2 separate regions of the Sus scrofa genome follow, and region 1 is linked to region 2. Evidence: chromatin contacts called from public HiChIP or PLAC-seq data. All regions are on one chromosome and are shown on one strand. The core of a region is the stretch at or near the end of the contact, and the rest is flanking DNA. Distances in the headings are between cores, read along the strand shown.

What was found. HiChIP or PLAC-seq counts read pairs in DNA pulled down with a chosen protein or histone mark.
Region 1: a contact with region 2 is called in an H3K27ac HiChIP or PLAC-seq map of alveolar macrophages. The contact joins two enhancer-like sites. A contact is called at or near these places in 2 of 47 Hi-C or Micro-C datasets (embryonic fibroblasts and epiblast stem cells) and 1 of 2 datasets of contacts at active chromatin or transcription factors (alveolar macrophages).

Annotation. Positions count from the first base shown.
Region 1 is chr7:31,743,876-31,746,901 of Sscrofa11.1, forward strand. All of the region lies in intron 11 of SLC26A8 (testis anion transporter 1), which reads right to left. Among named protein-coding and RNA genes, the nearest start is that of SRPK1, 44 kb to the left of the region's middle. Within about 2 kb of position 1,421, at least 1 of the 83 cell types and tissues checked has an H3K27ac peak or open chromatin away from gene starts, as enhancers often do. A contact at or near this core is called in alveolar macrophages, where this site is marked.
Region 2 is chr7:31,465,563-31,468,527 of Sscrofa11.1, forward strand. All of the region lies in intron 6 of FKBP5 (FK506 binding protein 5), which reads right to left. LOC110261510 (a long non-coding RNA gene) reads left to right here. Exons shown (of 3, transcript XR_002345681.1): 2 at 2,392-2,449. Among named protein-coding and RNA genes, the nearest start is that of FKBP5, 83 kb to the right of the region's middle. Within about 2 kb of position 1,624, at least 49 of the 83 cell types and tissues checked have an H3K27ac peak or open chromatin away from gene starts, as enhancers often do. A contact at or near this core is called in alveolar macrophages, where this site is marked.

The DNA.
Region 1 (3,026 bases), core at 171-2,670, 280 kb after region 2:
AGCTGCCAGCTTACACCACAGCCACGACAACGCAGGATCCAAGCCATGTCTGCGACCTACACCACAGCTCACAGCAATGCCAAATCCTTACCCACTGAGTGAGGCCAGGGATCGAACCTGCATCCTCATGGATCCTAGTCGGGTTGGTTAACCGCTATGACTCTACCTTCTTTCTGGGGGTTCAGGGCAATGTGAGTTCCTGTAAACCACAGGCACTGTCAACATGCAGACTCTCAGACACCAACTGCTCCACAAGTAGTGGAGAGTAGATAACCAAGCACCAGCAGGGGCACTAGGAACCTGGGTAGAAGCTCTGATTTTTGAACATCTTAAGTGACAGGCACTATGATGGGCCCTATTATCATCCAGTTTAATTCTCACAACTGAAAGGTTATCCTGTGGCACAGCAGGTTTTAAGGATTAGGTGTTGTCTCTGCAGCAGCTTGGGTTGCTGCTGAGGCACAGACTCAATCACCAGCCTGGCGAAGTGGGTTAAAGATCTGCCATTGCTGTGGCATAGGTCACAGCTGCAGCTCAGATTCAATCCCTAGCCTGGGAACTTCCATATGCCACAGGTGTGGCCAAAAAAAAGAGGTTATCCTTATACCCATTTTACAGATGAGTACTAGAGCCTCAGAAAGTGAAAGTAACCTGCTCAAGGTCACATCTAGGAACCACTGAGTCAGGTTTAAATCCACTTGACTGGTTGACTCCAAAATCCAGGCTCTCTCTACTGCCCTATCTACTTCCTTTAAAAAGAACACAACTCATTTCTTTCTTTTAGTTTTTATTTTTTGGGCCATGCCAGGCCGGAAATCGAACATTCCCAGGGCGGAAATCGAACTGCGCCACAGCAGTGATCTGAGGCATGGCAGTGACAACACCAGATCTTTAACCTGCTGAGCTACCAGGGAACTCCTCTTTCTTTTATAATTTATTTATTCTCTTTTCTTTCCTATTTATTTATTTATGTCTTTTTAGGGCCATGCCTGCAGCTAGGGGTCCAATCACAGCTGTAGCCACCAGCCTACACCTCAGTCACAGTAATGCAGGATTCAAGCCGAGTCTTTGACCTTCACTACAGCTCATGACACCGCTGGATTGTTAACCCACTGAGTGAGGCCAGGGATTGAACCCGCATCCTCATGGATGCTAGTCAGGTTAGTTAACCACTGAGTGACAATGGGAACTCCTCTCTCTCTGTCTTTTTTTTTTTTTTTTTTTTTAATAATAACTTGTTTTGGGAGTTCCCGTCGTGGGAAATAGCAAAAGAAATAGCAAAAAGACCAAAAAAAAAAAAAATTACAATAATAATAACTCGTTTTGTTTTGTTTTGTTTTGATGGCTGCACCCATGGCATATGGAAGTTCCCAGGCTAGGGGTCAAACAAGAATTGCAGCTCCAGAGCTACACCACAGTCACAGCAACACCAGATCTGAGTCATATCTGTGACCTATGCCACAGCTTGTGGCAATGCCGTATCCTTAACCCACTGAATGAAGCCAGGGGAACTCCCAACCTTGTGTATCTTTTCTCCCCAGATTTGTCAAGCTTATATACTAAATAAAGTATGTTGTCAAAAGTTAGTGGGAACTAGTGTCTGGAATAGTTCTTATCACATTTCTTCTTACCACAAAAATCACATTTTGATTTCAGAGTTTCTTCACACTTGCATAGAACATCTTTCTTTTAATATAGCTCATCTTCCTTCTTTTTGCCACATAGTACAAAAGAGCTACATCTTAAAAGTCAAAGAGTGTCTGGCAGAAGCTCTATGACAACAAAACTCAGTTCACATAAAATGATACGATATGGTCTTACTCTAGACCCATGGTCTTACTCTAGACCCATGCTCTCACCCTGCCTAATATTCTGACCTCTATTAGCTCTCGCCTAATGTATTTCACTTATATTTACCCAGGAGTTTTAACACCTTATCTTTCCGTATTCAAGTTTTTGTTTGTTTGTTTTTTAAGGGCCATCCTAGAAGTATATGAAGTTCCCAGGCCAGGGGGCGACATCAGAGCTGTAGCTGCTGGCCTACACCACAGCCACAGCAACTCCAGATCCTATCTACACTGCAGCTCACGGCAACACCGGATCCTTAACCTACTGAGCAGTCATTACTGCTGAGCCAAGATGGGAACGCCTCAAGTTTTTTTTACACATTTTCTAAAATTTTCTTTTTCATCATGGTCTATCCCAGGAGATTGGATATAGTTCCCTGTGCTATATAGCAGGACCTCACTGCTTATTCATTCTAAATGTAATAGTTTGCATCTACTAACCCCAAACTCCCAGTCCCTCCCAGTCCCTCCTCCCTCCCTTCTTCATTCAAGTTTAGTGTCCATTCTTCTGACACTTTACTGTTTTTTTGTTTGTTTGTTTGTTTTGCTGCACCCATTGGCCAGGGATCAAGCTAGAGCCACAGCAGTGGCAATGCTGGATCCTTAACCTCTAGGCCCCCAGGGAATTCCATGACACTTTACTTTCCATGTTTTTTGTTTGTTCGTTTTGTCTTTTGTCCTTTTAGGGCCGCACCTGAGGCATATAGAGGTTTCTAGGCTAGGGGTCTAACTGGAGCTGTTGCTGCCAGCCACAGCCACGACCACAGCATTGCCAGATCTGAGCCACGTCTGCGACCTACACCACAGCTCAGGGCAATGCCAGATCCTTAGCCCACTGAGCAAGGCCAGATATTGAACCCAAAACCTCATGGTTCCTAGTTAGATTCGTTTCCGCTGCACCATAACGGGAACTCTTACTTTCTGTTTTTGATTTTTTTTTTTTTAATTTTGCTTTTTAGGGCTGAACCTGGAGCATATGGAAGTTCCCAGGCTAGGGGTCGATTCAGAGCTACAGATGCCGGCCTACACCACAGCCACAGCAATACCAGATCCAAGCTGCATCTGCAAGCTACACCACAGCTAAGGGCAATGCCGGATCCTTAGCCCACTGAGCAAGGCCAGGGATTGAACACAAGTCCTCATGGGTACTAGTTGGGTTCATTATCACTGAGCCATGAC
Region 2 (2,965 bases), core at 374-2,873:
CTAGAGCAGGCCTGACTCTCGAGTCAAACGCTCTGAGCAGGCCAAGGGCTAGGCTGACTGTCAGGGTGGAGCCAACACACAGGAATTTTGTTCAGGGACCATGCTCACGAATGCAGATGACCCTATTTCATTCACTTTGGGAATGTTCTAGATAAAACACAACGGAGCTCACAGCACAATGAGAGTTCCTTTGATTGGAAATTAGTTTCAAAATAAATTTAACTTTATTATTTTCTGGAGTTCCCATCGTGGCACAGTGGAAATGAATCCGACTAGGAACCATGAGGTTGAGGGTTCAAACCCTGGCCTCGCTCAGTGGGTTAAGGATCTGGCGTTGCCGTGAGCTGTGGTGTAGCTTGCAGACGCGGCTCAGATCTGGCATTGCTGTGGCTGTGGCATAGGCTGACGGCTACAGCTCCGATTAGACCCCTGGCCTGGGAACCTCCATATGGCGCGGGTACAGCCCTAAAAAGACAAAAAAAAAAAAAAAAATTCAACTTTATTATTTTCAAATACATGCTAGAGAGGTTCTGAGGGAATCCAAGGCTTAAGATATTTTTACTAGAGTAAATGCTCATGTTTCTGAAGAATTTTGTGAGTTATGAAAAGTTTGTGTTCTCATATATTTTAAAATCTGCCCAGGGAATTTAATTTAGATTAACATGATGACACTTTTCATGAAAAAAGATTTGCTGAGCAAAGTGAATTTCAGCCCACACATTGTAAAATATTGCAAGTATTGAGATTTATTATCCTAGTAGCTCACAACTTAGATGACAGATCTTTTTATGTGAGGTTTATTGTTAGAAGCATTTTCCTCCCTGAAGGAGAGTACATTTAGTGGGGGAGGAAACTATCAGTACATTCGTTGTGGTTTTTGGTTGATCAAGTTTGAGTGTGTTTTCAAAACAGGAAATCCAGAGACTCTGCAAAGGATTCCTGCTTGTGTGTCAGTTTCCTAGGCTGGCTTTCAGCTCGATGCATGTACTTGATATTAAGATTACATAAATAATTTCACAAGTTCTCTTTACATGTGATAACCCTTCATATTAGAGAAAGAACAGGTTGGCTACTAATAAACATGTTGGGAAAGATAAGTGAGGCAAGCACATGAGCAAAAAAAAAAAAAAAAAAAAAAAGTTCCCAAATTATAATGGAGTCATAATTAACAAAGCAAAAAGGTTCACTGTAGCTGGTCTAAGAGACAATAAATGACAGAACCAATGTTTGTGGCCACCTAGAAGGTAAATACATGCAATAAGGCTATACTTACTACCTTACATAGGAACAAATCTTTTAATTTTTTTCTACTAAATCTAACTCTTTTAAGCTGGACCTGGACAAGCACCACCTACAGTACCATAAAATCTTAAATTGATGTAATGAGATGTATGTGCACATAGGTGCACAGCCGTCTATACATGTAAACCGCCCCCTGTCAATACTGACATTATCCGAGCAAGAGGAGGTACCACAGCTCAGGGTGTGGACAGTCCATCGATTCTTTACATCTCCCTACAAGCAGCAGCGGCTGTGGCTCCAATTTCTAAACTTGGAACACTGGTGTGACAAGTTCTACAAGACTGCTGACAAGAACTCACACCCCACCTTGGGGCTACAGAAATGCCTGCTACTGCCACTGCGACAGCAGGCCCCCATCATGGTGACAGATGCAGACACGCCCAGCTCCTGTAGACCTAGCTTTTTAAAAAAAACTGTCTCAACAGTTGCCACAAAAGAAAACTGTGGCAGCTCTGGCTGTGGAAGACCTGTGGTTGCTTTTGACCTTGTATCTCTTAGTGCAAATACTCACTTAATAAATATTTAACAATAACCATCATGACTCACTGGGAGCTCGGCCTCTAGGGCTCAGGAGGTCTGTTGCTAATTCCAACCAGCATGATTTACGGGAAGTAACTGATCTATGACGTGCCCGAAGAGAATAAAAGTACATACAGGATGCTTCTACTTAAGGCTTTTTGGGGACAGAAAGAAACATACAAGTTAAAAAGGGACATTTTCTCTTGACTTAAAGTCTACATAACTTAAAGGGAGGAGGTCCTCCAAACCCCACCGAGTCAAACCAAACCAAATTACCCCAGTTTTGCTGCGCAATCCGAGAGTAACCACATCAAGTGAACCCAGGCTGCTGCAAAACATCACTTAAACTGGAGCTCTGACTTATTGTTCTCTTACTGCCCTAGAGCAATTTTGTTTTGAAGAGCACAGAACACCCTGTTCTGAATGTGGCTGGCACATGAACTCGATGTGCTGACAGCAATTTGTACTCCGATTAAGATGGGGGGGGGAGTGCACTGCAGTAAGGGAAAAAAAAAAAACAAAACAAAACTGGAATGCAGGAACCAAAAAACTGTATAATGTGTATTTTAGGAAGCAAAACTGAGAAAAAAAATTGCTGTAAATGCTCCAGCCTAAAGACGTTACTCTGGTAAGTGTCTGTTTTTCTCTTTTCTAATTATAGTAGTCTGATAGCTTTGCACTCATTTCCAAAACAATTACTGGGTCATGGGGATCTGAATGGGAATGTTGTAATGGCATTACTACTGGACAAGACTGGCCATTTAACAGAGAAAACCAGGTTGTGACAGGTTACTCCTACTCGGCAACGGTTTTCTCTGCTGCCTGATTCATATGCCAAGGGAGAGTCTCTCTGCCTGCATCTGCTATCTAACAGAGCGGAGCATCCAAGAGACAGTGAGTGGGATCCTACCGACCCCTAGAAAAGGCAAATGAAGAGGCAGAGGTGGATTTCTAAAGTCAGAAGAGGCATATTAATCACTGATTAGAAGAGAAACTGTTCCCCTCAGCCACAGAGGTCAATTCCCGCCCCCCCACTCCCTCCCCGCGACTGTCCGCCTCTGCATTTTGTACTCTGATGAACAGATGCCACGGCAGGGCTGCTTACGGTGCCGAGGGATGATGGTTGCCGACTGAGAGCAGGCGT